Linked DNA regions of Mus musculus: all the other regions are linked to region 2. The links are chromatin contacts, called in public Hi-C, HiChIP or PLAC-seq, Micro-C and promoter capture Hi-C maps. All regions are on one chromosome and are shown on one strand. Each heading gives the region's core, a stretch centred on a gene start, on an enhancer-like site or on the middle of the called end of the contact. The rest is flanking DNA. Distances are from core to core; before and after follow the strand shown.

Region 1 (2,700 bases), core at 44-2,543, 230 kb after region 2:
ATATAAAGCATATAGTACATGTCATATTAGCTACCAATATGATTATTTCTATCAGTAAAATGTTGGAAATACTCCTGAAGTCCTAGAGCTAAAGAAAATGATTTATTTCTTTCTGTTCTTCATATCCTAGCAGGGACCTGACAAAAGTAGATGCTAGAAAGTGTTTTATATGAGAATTACAGCAATCATGGACGAATGACTCAATGTAAGCCATGGCTTGGTTTCCTATTGATCATTCAATTTGCATGGAAGTTGACAGTAAAACATACTTGAGAAATGACAGTAAAAATACATTAATGAAGTAGGAGAGTCACAGTTGAAACAGGCAAATCTAACTTTACACTAACATGTTCATGATTTCTAAAATGTGCTGCCTCATGCACTTGAAGCCATGTTTGAAACAGGAATGTTTATTATTATTTACCCAAAAAGAACAATGAAGAGAGTTTAAGCTACTTACCATACCAAACTGAGCCTGTTTAGAGCTCTCCAACTCTTGCTTAGAACTCCTGTATGTAATCTTTTTACATTATTAAAAATAGATATCTTGCCATATTAATATCAATGTTAATATATGAAATTACTTTAATGTTTATCTAAGTATTGTTTTACTTTATTAATTTAATGAATTAATATTTATTATTAAATGGTAACTAGGAAGGAAATGTTTCAAATGTATTAAGTTCTACTGGGAATCAGATGATGCTTTCACACATGACCAAGTAAAATCTTTCTGCTTTGAACTGAATGATCTGATTGGATGATTATGAGGAGAAATGAATGGAAGAATTTTAAGCTGTAAATATCCCTATCTGTCCTCATGACAGTGCAAACAATGACTGTCATCTGTCCTGTGAGATTTTTTCCCATCAAAATGAAAAAAAACTTCTGTATTCTGTTGGAGCTCTGATCCTGTCTCCTGGGTGAACTTTTGTCCTCTCTGCCCTTTGTTTGGTTTGTACACAGGCTGCTTGGAGCTTTTGTAACTAGATATGGAAAGTCTAGTGACTAAGATTAACAATAGAGCAAAGACCAGAGTCCAGCAACACCAACAGAACAAAAGACAAGCAATCCTTTGTGCTTTCTATTTGGAGAAACAATAAAAAATTGTAACCTGTTAACAATCTCTTTTCACTAACACTGGGTTTTAAAGTCACATAAAACCCTAAAACTGTTTGTAGATCATTGGCTTGGTTTGCCTTTCTGTCAGGCTTGGGGATGTTTTAAGTTTGGAACAGAGCCTGTGTTGATGACATAGCACAGGCTAACGTGACTGACGGCAGCTGGTCATCTCTGGTCTATGAGACCTGTAAATTCTTCTGCTATGTTCCACCTCCTTCTTAAGCTCTCAGTGAGTGCTCATTCCAAAGGGAGTCTCATTCTTTGGGTTCCATTTTAATTAAGGAAGTAAGGAATGGAAGTTTTATGTTCTCACCAGGTGATCTTAGGATATATCAGGGAGTCTGGAAAGATTTGCTGAAAATAACAGTTCCAAACTTTTCCATTGGTGAGCAGACACTGACTTCATAGAAATTTAGAAACCACTCCTTGAATTTTTGCTGCCTTTCCGGGGCCATCAACCAAAGGCTTCTTCTCCCACTGTTCTCTCAGTTCATTCCTCCATTATCTGCCTTTTGCTCACCAGTCTCACAACTGCGATTAGAACGTTCATGGTCTTTTCATAAGGTATTGTTAACATCCCAGTGCACTTGTTTTGTGGCTTTCATGACACAAGAATTGGTATTAAATACTTTCTTTCTCTTTAAAAGGCGGTTAACTTTAGAGTCAACCCCAGTGTATGATGTCCAGATTACAAAACAGAGCGCAGTCCTTATAATAGGTTTAAGTCTTGTGATAATAGGTATAATACCTTAAGAAATGGTCAGGAAATGCACTTTTTCGGACACAAGTAGCTCACCTGCTTGATTTCACAAAAAGAATGCGAGGCCTCCACTCCCACCCTTCTAGAGTCCACAAAAGAGAGTGTCTTTTTTTTCTTTTCTTTTCTTTCCTTTTTTTTTCCCCCTTGATGCTGCTGCTGACACAAAACAGAATCTATTCCCCACCCCCATCCCAAACAAAAGTTGAATCATGCCAGAGTAGTGCAGGCTCGCAAGAGAAACTCATGACCCAGTAATTGAGTGGTGAAGAAGCTTTTGAGTAATGACTTCTGGTCATTTGAAAACTGTAATTACTGTGTTTAAATGTCCACAGTGTAATTACCAAGAGACCCTTTTGTGAAAAGAATGTTCATCTTGAAAACTTCTTTTTATAGTAGTATTTCTATTTAAACTTTTAATCTCAATGAAATATTTAAAGGCTTTAAGTCTGCATTCAGACTTGAAATTTAGTATTTTTCAAAATTAAGAGTACAGGTGAAAGAATCAGAATGAACTATGGTTGGGTGCCATGCTAAATCCTCTTTGAACAAAACATAGAATCAACATTTCAATTCTCAGATTACATAATAGTTTATTTATTGTGTATAAGTGGCTTGATCGCTCTGAAATCTATTTTTAAAATCAAATTAACTCAATCTGTGCTTCTAATTTGGAACGTAGGCTAGAATTTTTAGGATATATTTTGAGACCTTATTTATCCTGTTTCTCAAATTAAACATGTAGGTGACACTAATTATAACAAGTATTTATTAATTTCTACTTCTAAGCAAAACTGAATCTGTGGGGTCAGTTTTCTAGT
Region 2 (2,700 bases), core at 130-2,629:
ACATAAATTTCCCCCACCTCCTGGGTTAGAAGGAAGTACATTTCTTCCCTCTAAAAACATGAATACATAAGCATTGGTTTTATTTTTACAAGCCCAGTGTTACTATCTGGCAGCCAGTGAATGACTGCCTGGGAGGAATGTCCCCAGTACAGCAGAGCTAGACAGTGACTGATCCACATGATACTATGAAGTCATCTCCATCATGAAGACCTGACAGAAAGAAAATGCCTACAGCCTCTGTAATTTGAAAAGAAAATGAATATGAGATATAATACCTGATGCTCTCTTGACTGTCCAAAGGTGGGCAAGGAGACTCCCTAGCAGGAGCCTGGCTCCCACTAAAACGTACCAGACAGGATGAGGATTCCCGTAGCTGCAACCAGAATTGGTGGGGTCTGAAGCCTTGAGAAGCACTTCATCAAAATCTGTTCTTATTCCACGCACGGTAGTAATGGAACAGGAAATGGGAAACCCCTAGCAAATTGTGCATCTCTAGTGTCACAGATGCAAGGGACTATTTGTGAATTGCACTTTGTAATGGTCCTATAAAACATTCTTCATCAAAAATTTCTTTTGACATCAACCTGAAGAGTCTTGTATAGAGAAGACCATAATTTTCTGAGTCTTAGTATAAGAACAAGGAGATCTACATGTGCATCATCTTTGTGTGGCACTGGGTGAAATAAAGGCACATGATGAGTCTGAGAACACTTAAAATGTAGTCAGATATTTTTCATTATACTTACACATAGATTCTAATATATAGGTAATGTGATGTCTAGGTGCCTCCATAGAAACACAAAAAAACTGTACCCTTCTCAATTTGAATTCTAAATAATATGGCCTCAGGTCCACAATAGATTCAATACAAAAAAATTGTTCTCAAAGTCAAATAAGAAAAAAAGTGTTAGGTGAAGAGAAATGTTTAAATAAAAATACACAAAAAGAACATTGAAAGGTGTGTCCCCGGGACACCCACGGTCCCTGGGAAGCCATACAGCTACCTTTCTTTTCTATTTTTTAAGTTTTGTGTTTTTTGTTTTGTTTTGTTTTGGGGGGGGGGGGTTGGTTTCGGCTTGTCAAATACAAATTCCTTTGCCAGGAAGGGGAAGTTCTCATCTCCTTGGAAGACATTTTTAAAATCCAATTCCAAAAAGCAAAGCGATTTTTGAGAATTGTTGGTTATGTTACATCAACAGTTCGGTGCCTAGGGTTAATTTGTGGAGCAAGCGGGAAGCTGGAGGGCGCCCTGGCGGCAAAGCCGGGTCGTCTTCCCGCAGCCCGGCAGCAGGGGGCCCCCCCGCTTCCCGCTCCCGGCTCCAGGATCCCCGCTCCCGGAGCCTCTAGGACGCTCCCCGCCCAAGGTCAAACTCCGCAGCCGCGTGCGTGCGGGCCGCGGCCGGGTGGCCGGCTGGCCCGCCAGCTCTGGGAAGCGGAGCCCCGCTGTGCGGGCGGGTGACCAGGTCGGTGCTCACAATGGGGCTGGGGAGTAGGGGCGCCGGCCCGCGAGGCTGCGCAGCGCCGGGGCGAGCTGGAGAGCGCGCAGCTGCTGCAGAGCGGGTCGGACGCAGAAGCGGAGAGCAGCCGGAGGGCGCCCCGCCCCAAGCAAGGTGCGGGGGCCCTCGAACACCGAGGCCTCCGCCTGTCACCTCTGCCTGTCACCTCCGTCCGCCACCTCCACGGTCTCCTCCCCTTGCTCAGGTCCACTCGGTCCCTCCCCTGGGCCGCCCAGAGCACCAAGTTGGCGGGAGCCTATAAAAGCCGGACGGTGCGACCCGCGACACACACTGCAGGACCGCTAGACGGACGACAACTTCTGCTCTGCCCCAATCACCGGCGTGACCATGTCCCACCACTGGGGATACAGCAAGCACAACGGTGAGTGGGGAGGCCGCGCGCTCCGGGCCGCGCGCTCCGGGTCTCGGCTCAGGCACCTGCCTCGCTCCGCAGATCCCGGAGCGCAGCTTGGATGCCGGGTCTCCGCTCTGGTACGTCCCTGGCGCCCGACTCAGAGCGCTCTCTAGGATCTGATCTCAAACTTGCTTGGCCGCGCACAGGGGTTGGGAGGGATAACCCAACGCAACACCCGACGACAATACCTATCGGGACCACAGCCGGTCACCCAAGGCTAACCTAGGCAGAATCGAGCAAGGGTTGTAACTAACATTTTACTTGTGTGTAGCAGAAAGGTTAAGGGGAAACACTTGTCCCCTTCACGTCTGTATCTGCTGCACTGTGGCTAAGATTCCCAGCGCACTTTGTTGTGGCATCTTCTGGAGCCCGTTTGGGTCTAATTGCGAGTTTTCCATGCATCTTTCAACTTCTAGTGTTAGAAGGTCAATCGCAGATACCTAGACGTCTTCCAGATCAAAGGCCTTGGTATATGACGCCATCTGAGGGGAAAAGAAGGTGCACTGGCTTGTGGTTGTGTGAACTTCCCAGCAAAGATAGTTCTAAAGGAGGGGCCTGAGCCTGAGTTTTGGTCTATACGGTCTTTACTGTCACCTAGTGTGGCAGCACGAGGTTCTCAGACCTGTTATAATGCCTTAGAATCTATGTTCCAAACTCAGTCACAAGAGGGCTTATATCCCCAGTCAGACCACTCTGTTTTCAGTAGTTCTGTCTAGTATTAGTCACCGAATTTGAGTGAAAAGATCTCAAAATTGCTAACGCTTGTCTGACAATGTTAAGAAATAGATG
Region 3 (2,700 bases), core at 90-2,589, 240 kb before region 2:
CATTTTCAACAATTGGTGCTGGCACAACTGGTTGTTATCATGTAGAAGAATGCGAATCGATCCATACTTATCTCCTTGTACTAAGGTCAAATCTAAATGGATCAAGGAACTTCACATAAAACCAGAGACACTGAAACTTATAGAGGAGAAAGTGGGGAAAAGCCTTGAAGATATGGGTACAGGGGAAAAATTCCTGAACAGAACAGCAATGGCTTGCTCTGTAAGATCGAGAATTGACAAATGGGACCTAATGAAACTCCAAAGTTTCTGCAAGGCAAAAGACACCGTCAATAAGACAAAAAGACCACCAACAGATTGGGAAAGGATCTTTACCTATCCTAAATCAGATAGGGGACTAATATCCAACATATATAAAGAACTCAAGAAGGTGGACTTCAGAAAATCAAATAACCCCATTAAAAAATGGGGCTCAGAACTGAACAAAGAATTCTCACCTGAGGAATACCGAATGGCAGAGAAGCACCTGAAAAAATGTTCAACATCCTTAATCATCAGGGAAATGCAAATCAAAACAACCCTGAGATTCCACCTCACACCAGTCAGAATGGCTAAGATCAAAAATTCAGGTGACAGCAGATGCTGGCGTGGATGTGGAGAAAGAGGAACACTCCTCCATTGTTGGTGGGATTGCAGGCTTGTACAACCACTCTGGAAATCAGTCTGGCGGTTCCTCAGAAAACTGGATATAGTACTACCGGAGGATCCAGCAATACCTCTCCTGGGCATATATCTAGAACAGTCTTCGAAGGTGAGTTTCTACTGTTCTGTAGGAGCGCACACACTTCTCTTCTCAACTCCTTCCTTCTTGCACAGTCAGAATGGCAGTAAGAGTTAAGAACCAAGAATCCAGTAAGTTTGGCTTCTTCTATGCAGGGCCAAGTCTGCAAGATGCTGGAGTAAGCAAAAAGGAATCAGAGAAGTGAGTTATGCAGATGGAAAGGCTGGAGCTGTCGGGGAAGGGAGGGCTGGCCCGGGGAGGTGAGCACTTCCTAACTAGTAGTTCTTATTTTAAGTGGTGGTTATTACAGCTATCGGCATTGATGTATGTGCATGTGTAATCACCACTGCCACCTCCATCAAGGTCCCCTGCATTTCCCAGACAAGATCTCCAACTCCAGCAGCAGCTCCTGCCTGGGTGAGTCATTTCCAGAAGGGCTTTTTCTGGGGTGGACTTCTCAGAAGGCAGGAAATCCCCATTGGAAACCTTTCTGGCTGCTGAGCACAGATCCCTTTCCCCACTCGGGCGCCCCCTGCGGGTGACGACCGTGCCCTCGGGTTTCGGGTTCCCGGGTTCGGGGTGCGGGCGGCCCCGCCCTCCACCCAGGCCCGCCCAGCTCCTTGGCGCGGGCGCCCTGCCACAGGTCCACAGTGTCCCTGCCACAGGCTCTCCATCGAGGACCATGGCGAGGCTGAGCTGGGGGTACGGCGAGCACAACGGTGAGCGCGGGCTTCCAGAGGGGGCTGATGGGGGCTTGAGGGAGCTCTGAGCCCCGTGGGGGGGTTGGGGGTCAGGGCCTGGTCCCCGCCGGCTCTCTCCAGAGTGGACGGCGGCATTCATTCAACTTCACTGGAAAAGCTCACTGCTGTCCCGAGAAAGCTTAAGAGGTCAGAAGTCAGATGACACATTTGTAAGGAAACAAGGACAACTGAGCCGCGAGAGCTCCCAGATCACTAAGTCACGGGACGCCTTCCAGGCGCTGTTGAAGCAATCTTGGTAACTTGTAATTTGCATACTGACTTGAAGTTAACTTGGGGCTTGTTCTTCAGTCTTACTTTCCTACCGTACCCATCCTTTCAGAGACCAAGGTTTAGCAAACGATTATAGAAATTATAATATGGTGTTAAATATATTTATTGATAAGCATGGCAACTTTTCTTCATCGCCTAAGTGTATTAGGGATAAGACATTCTTCTTGTTCATCGTTTGAACTGATTGCTTCAATTAATTACTCAAAAGAATTGCAAAGAAAAACTGGGAAAGCACTGATAGTCTTCAAAATGGAGTTTGTGGATAATAATATCAAAAACTTAAATTAGCATATACGTTATTGGATAATATTCTATAGTACATTTAATGAAAGTTTACGGAAAGTTTTCCCTTCTTTTATTTTATTTTCCCCCTTTTTGTGTTTTGAGACGAATCTTACTCTGTAGCTTAGTCTGGGCAGAACTTGTGGTCATCCTCTTTTCTTGGATGGAAAAAAAAAACTCGTTTCTTATTGCAGCTTATTTGAGGTCGTGATGACATTAATGTTATTTTTAAAATGACATCAGATGAAGTTTAGATTTTTATGAATGACATTTATAATTTAGATGAATTTCTTAAGCCAAAATAGCAATCTTATGTTTCATTACCTTCTAATTTGTGTGTTTGAAAGACAATCTTTACACATTTCAGTTTTGTCTCTGAAATCATTTTGTTTGTTGTTATTTGGCAGTTATTAGGTGCCAGTAGTGGTACCCTCTCTGTGGTTAGGGAGAAGGTTGTGTTAGCCAGTAGGTACTGATTGTACCCGAATAGGTACCCGAATAAGTATTGGTTTCAATAAAATTCTCCAGAAAATTTAAAATTTCAACTTAGAAAGGGCATTATAATGAGGAGTTGTTTTACATCTTGTTCATTTTTTAAATCTTAAAAAAGATTTATTCTTTTTTTAAAAAAATATGTTTATGAATTTT
Region 4 (2,700 bases), core at 6-2,505, 130 kb after region 2:
TGAAAGCAAAGGAGTGGAATTACACCCCAACCAAGTGATATCACCACTATGCAGTTGCTTTGCTGTCCACTGTTACCTAAGAGTAACTGTATTCTTAAGATCTCAATTCATGAGTGGCCTCAAATTGATGAATGTTAAGTTCTTTACAAAGGAAGGCTATTGTTCTTTGGGATCTCCAACCTTATTCCCCGCAGAGGCTATCCTTTAACTCTGAATGTTTCCAGATTGTAAGACCTTTAAAGTAAATTGCTATCTTTCAGAGGAAACTGTGTCTTATCACTCACAAGAACAGTAACTTTAGCTATTTAATTCCTCTCCATTTAAAGAGAATGATAGATTAAGGGGGGAATACTGTGAAACAAGCCTGATTTGAAAACATCAAGACATTTGAAGAAAAATATAAATTAAAATGATTAATACTCTGTATATATTAATTAATACTGAAAATTAATTTGGTGGCAATTATTCCTTAACCAGCGTTCTACCAAATATCCACACAGAGACCTTTTAATATTTCAAAGCCTTAGCCCTTAGCTGAACAGAGTCTCAACTAGCTCATCTAAGTTAATTCAGCCACCTAGGCCCAGACAGCCACGTGGGTAGCCTTACCTTCCATGCCTGTGATCACATCCATCTCTTCCCATGTCTCCTGGCAATAGAGCTTTTGTCCTTCTTCTTCCCAGCATTCCTTTTTTCCTCCCAGGAAGTCCCAAATCCAATTTCCTGCCCAGCATATTGGCCATCAGAATTTCACTAAAGCCAAAACATAGAATGCCTTAGGTAGGCGAGGAAGGACAGAGACACAATTGCACAAAGTGTACCCCAACAGAAAATGCAGAAGAATAGGAAAATCAAGAATAGGGTTTTTGTTATTGTTGTTGTTTATTTGTGTGTGTGTGTGTGTGTGTGTGTGTGTGTGTGTGTGTGTGTGTGTTCAGGAGCTCAGTGTTCTAAAATTCTCAGCCTGCCTTAAGTAGCAATATTGATTTTTATTTTATTCAGTGATAGTGATGGGCTACAGGAGCAGGATATAGACAAACATTTGGTAACATCAAACTCTGATGACTCTGGTTTAAACCTCCTAATTTATAACCCAAATTTCCCAACAGTAGTCATGCAAAGTAGAAATCTTATGTGTAATTTTTTTTTCAGTATTATCATAGGAAATGATGGCAAGAACAAAAGGAACAAGGTAGGCAGATGGGTTTGATGTGTGGGAGGCAACTGCATAGAACTCTTGGGTGCAGACAACCCATTTAGAGTCAGCTGAGACAGTGGCAGTGATCTCCAGAGTGCAAAATGCACAGAGAAGCACCAGGTGCTGGTGGAAGGGCTATAAAGCAAGCTGTGAAAATAGCTTAGTCACAGGGAGGGGTGTGCTGTGATTTTCATTCCTAATTAAGCATATTTTCCCTCTTAATAATGTAAGAGCCAAATTCACTGTTATTTCCACAGTTCCGAAGTTCTGAAGAGACCTGGAGTAAATGAAAGTCTTTGAGGCATTTATAATCAAAACAAAGGCACCCTATTAAGAAGATGTTTATTTTCTCTAGTGGGGTTCCACTTCTTTGTCAATATTTGTTATTCCAGTCAGCTGATCATGTGAGTGTAGTATAGTACACTGGAATGAGTATATTTGACTGTTATCAATTAATTGATGTTTCCTAAAGACACACAGAAGCATCTCACATTCCATTTAGGTACTGTACTGATGCCTGTTAGCCTATCCTGCATGTTGTAATTATTTGTTCTCTCTCCAGATTATAAATTCCTTGAAGTTATGCCAACTTTCATTATAAAAACTAATAGTTATTATTGAGTATTAATAATGTAGAATATTCTGTCAGATCAGTTATTGAATTTAAACTTCACAAAGCTTGTAAGATGACATTATAAATATTTTCATTTAAGATTTGTTACACTCATGAGTGTGTGCGTGTGTTTGTGTGTGCCCACACACACATACCAAAATGTCATAGTGCATGTGTAGTGGTCAGAGGACAACTAGGGGGACATTTTGCTGACCTGGGTAAGCAGTTTCATTTTAAAGAATAGTACATTTGTAGTCAGAAAACACAATTTAAATGAAGGTTTAAAGTAAGCTGGACAGCAATAGACATGCAGTGTGTATCCTATCTATCTCAATAGTATTGCTGTTAATAAATACAAGGTTCTATCTTTATGTGTTTACAAGCGAGACTATTATTGAAGGGTCAATGTTTGTTGCATACTAAGAATGTACTACCCCTTTTAATTTTTATTCTCTTTTTAATATTATGAAATAAATACTCGTATTGTTCCTATTTGGTAGATGACAAAACAGGCAGACAGATGTTAAGTGACTGACTCAGTTTTACATAATAACTGCTTAAGTTCTCCTAGCCTTACACTGTGGCATGGTGAGCCGTTGTACCCTAGGCTGTGAGAGTCCAGTCTAGCTGTGTGCATGGTGAATTGCAGTATCCTAGAATGTGAATGTCCAGCTTAGCTCTGTGCATGGTGAGCCACTGTACCGTGGGATGTGAATGTTGAGACTGCATAGGTGTTCATGAGGCTCCTCCCTCCTAACTGAACCTATGCAGTTCACCTATCTTCAGTTATCCCCACTTTATCTCACTCAAATCCAAACAAGAAAAATATCAGCCTCTTTATTTGTAATTATGGCTCAGCTAAGGCTGAGCACTGAAGATGATTTAGCCG
Region 5 (2,700 bases), core at 142-2,641, 250 kb after region 2:
TAGCAATGCAATGCAAACTCCTTACAAGGCCAACACACCTATGATGCAGACTCCTTACAGGGCTAGTACACCCAACTCCCCAGGAGCTGAGTCCAATGTCACACAGGGTTGTTGAGGCAAATACATTTTTCTTGGAATTGTTTACTTAGTAGTACATATACTAATACACACCAAGGTCATAAATATCATAAATAGCATGACTGTTGTCTAAATACTCTTGTTTTGTTTCAGAACTTATATGTGGATATAAGCTGTTTGCTATGTGATGATCAAAGGAATATATCACAGAATTTAGAAAAATAAAACCAAACTATAGATTGCAAAGAGGTCTAGTTGGACAGTGAAATAACATAAGATCTTAGGTAAATAGAGGTAAATAAGCTTTTTGGTTATTTTAAAATGTCTATGGTCATTCTAGCCCATTTTCAACTTACCCAAATGTCAAATTGGTAAAGAAAATGAATAAAATTGAATGTGAACCATCCATGTTCATATAATTTTAATTCCTTTAAGAGGCATATATCAAAATAGCGACACTGCTAAAATAGTGTTCCATAGATACAAAAATAGGCTAAATTTTATCAAACTACACAAAATCTAACAAATACAGCTTTTGTACATGGTGCAATTTTCAGTATGTCTGCTGAAAACATGCACAAGTAAACATGAGATGGCATATTGGTCACACAGCACTCTTCTAAGGGGAAAGATTGATGCTGCTGCTTCATTCAGGTTTTCTTCCATCAGTTCAAGCATCATTTCTTTCAAAAGAAGAAGTTATTGCACAGCTCTGATGACTGGATAATGACCCCAAGTTATCAGGCAAATTAGGAACAATTTAGCTTGTGAATGATGATCACAGTTATAATGTGGCCTCTCTGTAAATACTGTTAAATATGTTTTCTTGTTACATTTCTGTAAAACCATGAATAGGATAAAAAAGGTTAAGGCATATGGATTATGAAATAAAACAACCCCCTACCAAAAAACAAATAAATCAAACATAATTTGAGCCCATAAATATGTTGGCTATTTTATTATTATGTGAAAAAACACATTCTTTAATATTTTGCTATTAATGACTTTCTATTGAATAGACTGGTTGAATTCTCAGTCTGTCTCTCCCCTAAGTTATTTTCTGCAAATTCTTTTAAGTAAACCCAGGAAGAAGAGTACAGAAAAAGAATGCACAAATTAAGTGCTATTCTAACAGGAAAAGACATTAGGGTAAGGGAATTGTCTTTGCTTGCACTCTCTACGCCTTTGAATTTTGAATCTTTAACCAAACACCGGATAACCCAATGCAACTCAAGCGGAACAGACGTGTAAACAGTGATATGTCTGCTGCTTGAAGATTTGCAACGAACTGGAGATATAAATAAACCAAGTTAAAAAAAATGTTCAGGCAGGCAGTCATGAGAGACACAGGACACTGAACACTGACTTTATATACTGACTAACTTTATGCTAATCAGGTCAGATGAATACCAGCTGCAGGGATGTGCAGAACCAAGATCCTCCATATTACATATGTACACAGAGAGGGGGGGAGGGAGAGAAGAGAGGGAGGGAGAAAACAATGCATAGGGCTTGATTTGAAATAGAAACAAAAAAAAAAACATAGAAAAATTTATACTGTAAAGGGTTTACAAATTTCCCAAGGCCACACTTTTTTTTTAATTTAAATATTTTTTATTACGTATTTTCATCAATTACATTTCCAATGCTATCCCAAAAGTCCCCCATACCCTCCCCCCCCCACTCCCCTACCCATTCCCACTTTTTGGTCCTGGCGTTCCCCTGTACTGGGGCATATAAAGTTTGCAAGTCCAATGGGCCTCTCTTTCCAGTGAGGCCGACTAGGTCATCTTCTGATACATATGCAGCTAGAGTCAAGAGCTCCCGGGTACTTGTTAGTTCATAATGTTGTTGCACCTACAGAGTTGCAGATCTCTTTAGCTCCTTGGATACTTTCTCTAGCTCCTCCATTGGGGGCCCTGTGATCCATCCAATAGCTGACTGTGAGCATCCACTTACGTGTTTGCTAGGCACCGGCGTAGTCTCACTAGAGACAGCTATATCAGGGTCCTTTCGATAAAATCTTGCTAGTGTATGCAATGGTGTCATCGTTTGGAGGCTGATTATGGGATGGATCCCTGGATATGGCAGTCTCTAGATGGTCCATCCTTTTGTCTCAGCTCCAAACTTTGTCTCTGTAACTCCTTCCACACTTTTTTTTAAATTCCCAGTAAAGGCACAACCAGACCACCGTGCTGGGCACAGTTCACAGGCCACACTGGGAAACATAATAGAAAATTCTCCTAGTCTATAAAACTAGGTAAGAGTACAAAAGTTTTCCATTAATTATTCATTTACTCACATTATATCCTGATTGCAAACCCCTTCTTCTCTCCTCCAAGTCCCCCCTCACACTCCCCTCCCCCATATCCGTCTGGGTAGAAAGGGAGGCCGCTATGGGTATCAACCCACCCTTGACACATCAAATTACAGCAGGGCTAAGAGCACCACTGAGACCAGAAAAAGGCAGCCCAGATAGGGGAAGGGGATCCAGAGACAGGCAATAGAGTCAGAGACAGCCCCCACTCTGATTATTAGGGACCCACAAGCTGTACATCTGCTATATATGTGTAGGGGGCCTTTGCCTAGTCCATTCATGCTCTTTGGTTGGTGGTTCAGTCT

What was found. Promoter capture Hi-C pulls out the DNA fragments that hold promoters and counts their contacts. Hi-C and Micro-C count contacts between places; a contact is called where the count stands out from the background. HiChIP or PLAC-seq counts read pairs in DNA pulled down with a chosen protein or histone mark.
Region 1: an H3K27ac HiChIP or PLAC-seq map of extraembryonic endoderm stem cells shows a contact between it and region 2, with 4 times the contacts expected there. The contact joins the enhancer-like site here to the promoter of Car2 in region 2. A contact is called at or near these places in 22 of 39 promoter capture datasets (the 3T3-L1 cell line, 3T3-L1-derived adipocytes, the C10 cell line and 14 more), 1 of 15 datasets of contacts at CTCF or cohesin (pro-B cells), 17 of 484 Hi-C or Micro-C datasets (the 63-12 cell line, B cells, the C10 cell line and 12 more), 22 of 115 datasets of contacts at active chromatin or transcription factors (the 230-238 cell line, bone marrow-derived macrophages, cardiomyocytes and 10 more) and 2 of 9 other capture datasets (embryonic stem cells and liver).
Region 3: a Micro-C map of embryonic stem cells shows a contact between it and region 2, with 5 times the contacts expected there. The contact joins the promoter of Car13 here to the promoter of Car2 in region 2. A contact is called at or near these places in 7 of 39 promoter capture datasets (the C10 cell line, cranial neural crest, liver and 3 more), 1 of 15 datasets of contacts at CTCF or cohesin (large pre-B cells), 2 of 484 Hi-C or Micro-C datasets (B cells and embryonic stem cells), 3 of 115 datasets of contacts at active chromatin or transcription factors (the 230-238 cell line, bone marrow-derived macrophages and embryonic stem cells) and 2 of 9 other capture datasets (adipose tissue and liver).
Region 4: a contact with region 2 is called in a Hi-C map of ventral hippocampal neurons, with 2.4 times the contacts expected there. The contact joins the enhancer-like site here to the promoter of Car2 in region 2. A contact is called at or near these places in 11 of 39 promoter capture datasets (the 3T3-L1 cell line, 3T3-L1-derived adipocytes, the C10 cell line and 6 more), 37 of 484 Hi-C or Micro-C datasets (the AML12 cell line, the C2C12 cell line, CD8 T cells and 15 more), 16 of 115 datasets of contacts at active chromatin or transcription factors (the 230-238 cell line, bone marrow-derived macrophages, differentiating embryonic stem cells and 6 more) and 2 of 9 other capture datasets (adipose tissue and embryonic stem cells).
Region 5: a contact with region 2 is called in a promoter capture Hi-C map of pre-B cells, with 5 times the contacts expected there. The contact joins the enhancer-like site here to the promoter of Car2 in region 2. A contact is called at or near these places in 17 of 39 promoter capture datasets (the 3T3-L1 cell line, 3T3-L1-derived adipocytes, the C10 cell line and 12 more), 2 of 15 datasets of contacts at CTCF or cohesin (CD8 T cells and pro-B cells), 12 of 484 Hi-C or Micro-C datasets (the 63-12 cell line, B cells, the C10 cell line and 8 more), 16 of 115 datasets of contacts at active chromatin or transcription factors (the 230-238 cell line, CD8 T cells, bone marrow-derived macrophages and 8 more) and 1 of 9 other capture datasets (liver).

What each region holds. Positions count from the first base shown.
Region 1 is chr3:15,111,383-15,114,082 of GRCm38.p6, forward strand. No RefSeq gene overlaps it. Among named protein-coding and RNA genes, the nearest start is that of Gm33819, 45 kb to the right of the region's middle. Within about 2 kb of position 1,294, at least 26 of the 459 cell types and tissues checked have an H3K27ac peak or open chromatin away from gene starts, as enhancers often do. A contact at or near this core is called in cortical glia and extraembryonic endoderm stem cells, where this site is marked.
Region 2 is chr3:14,884,909-14,887,608 of GRCm38.p6, forward strand. Car2 (carbonic anhydrase 2) reads left to right here and starts at 1,380. Exons shown (of 7, transcript NM_009801.5): 1 at 1,380-1,878. The coding sequence starts at 1,845.
Region 3 is chr3:14,640,388-14,643,087 of GRCm38.p6, forward strand. Car13 (carbonic anhydrase 13) reads left to right here and starts at 1,340. Exons shown (of 7, transcript NM_024495.5): 1 at 1,340-1,458. The coding sequence starts at 1,422.
Region 4 is chr3:15,015,551-15,018,250 of GRCm38.p6, forward strand. No RefSeq gene overlaps it. Among named protein-coding and RNA genes, the nearest start is that of Gm42000, 39 kb to the right of the region's middle. Within about 2 kb of position 1,256, at least 10 of the 459 cell types and tissues checked have an H3K27ac peak or open chromatin away from gene starts, as enhancers often do. A contact at or near this core is called in ventral hippocampal neurons, where this site is marked.
Region 5 is chr3:15,130,955-15,133,654 of GRCm38.p6, forward strand. No RefSeq gene overlaps it. Among named protein-coding and RNA genes, the nearest start is that of Gm33819, 25 kb to the right of the region's middle. Within about 2 kb of position 1,392, at least 18 of the 459 cell types and tissues checked have an H3K27ac peak or open chromatin away from gene starts, as enhancers often do. A contact at or near this core is called in the 230-238 cell line, the 63-12 cell line, the HPC-7 cell line and 5 more, where this site is marked.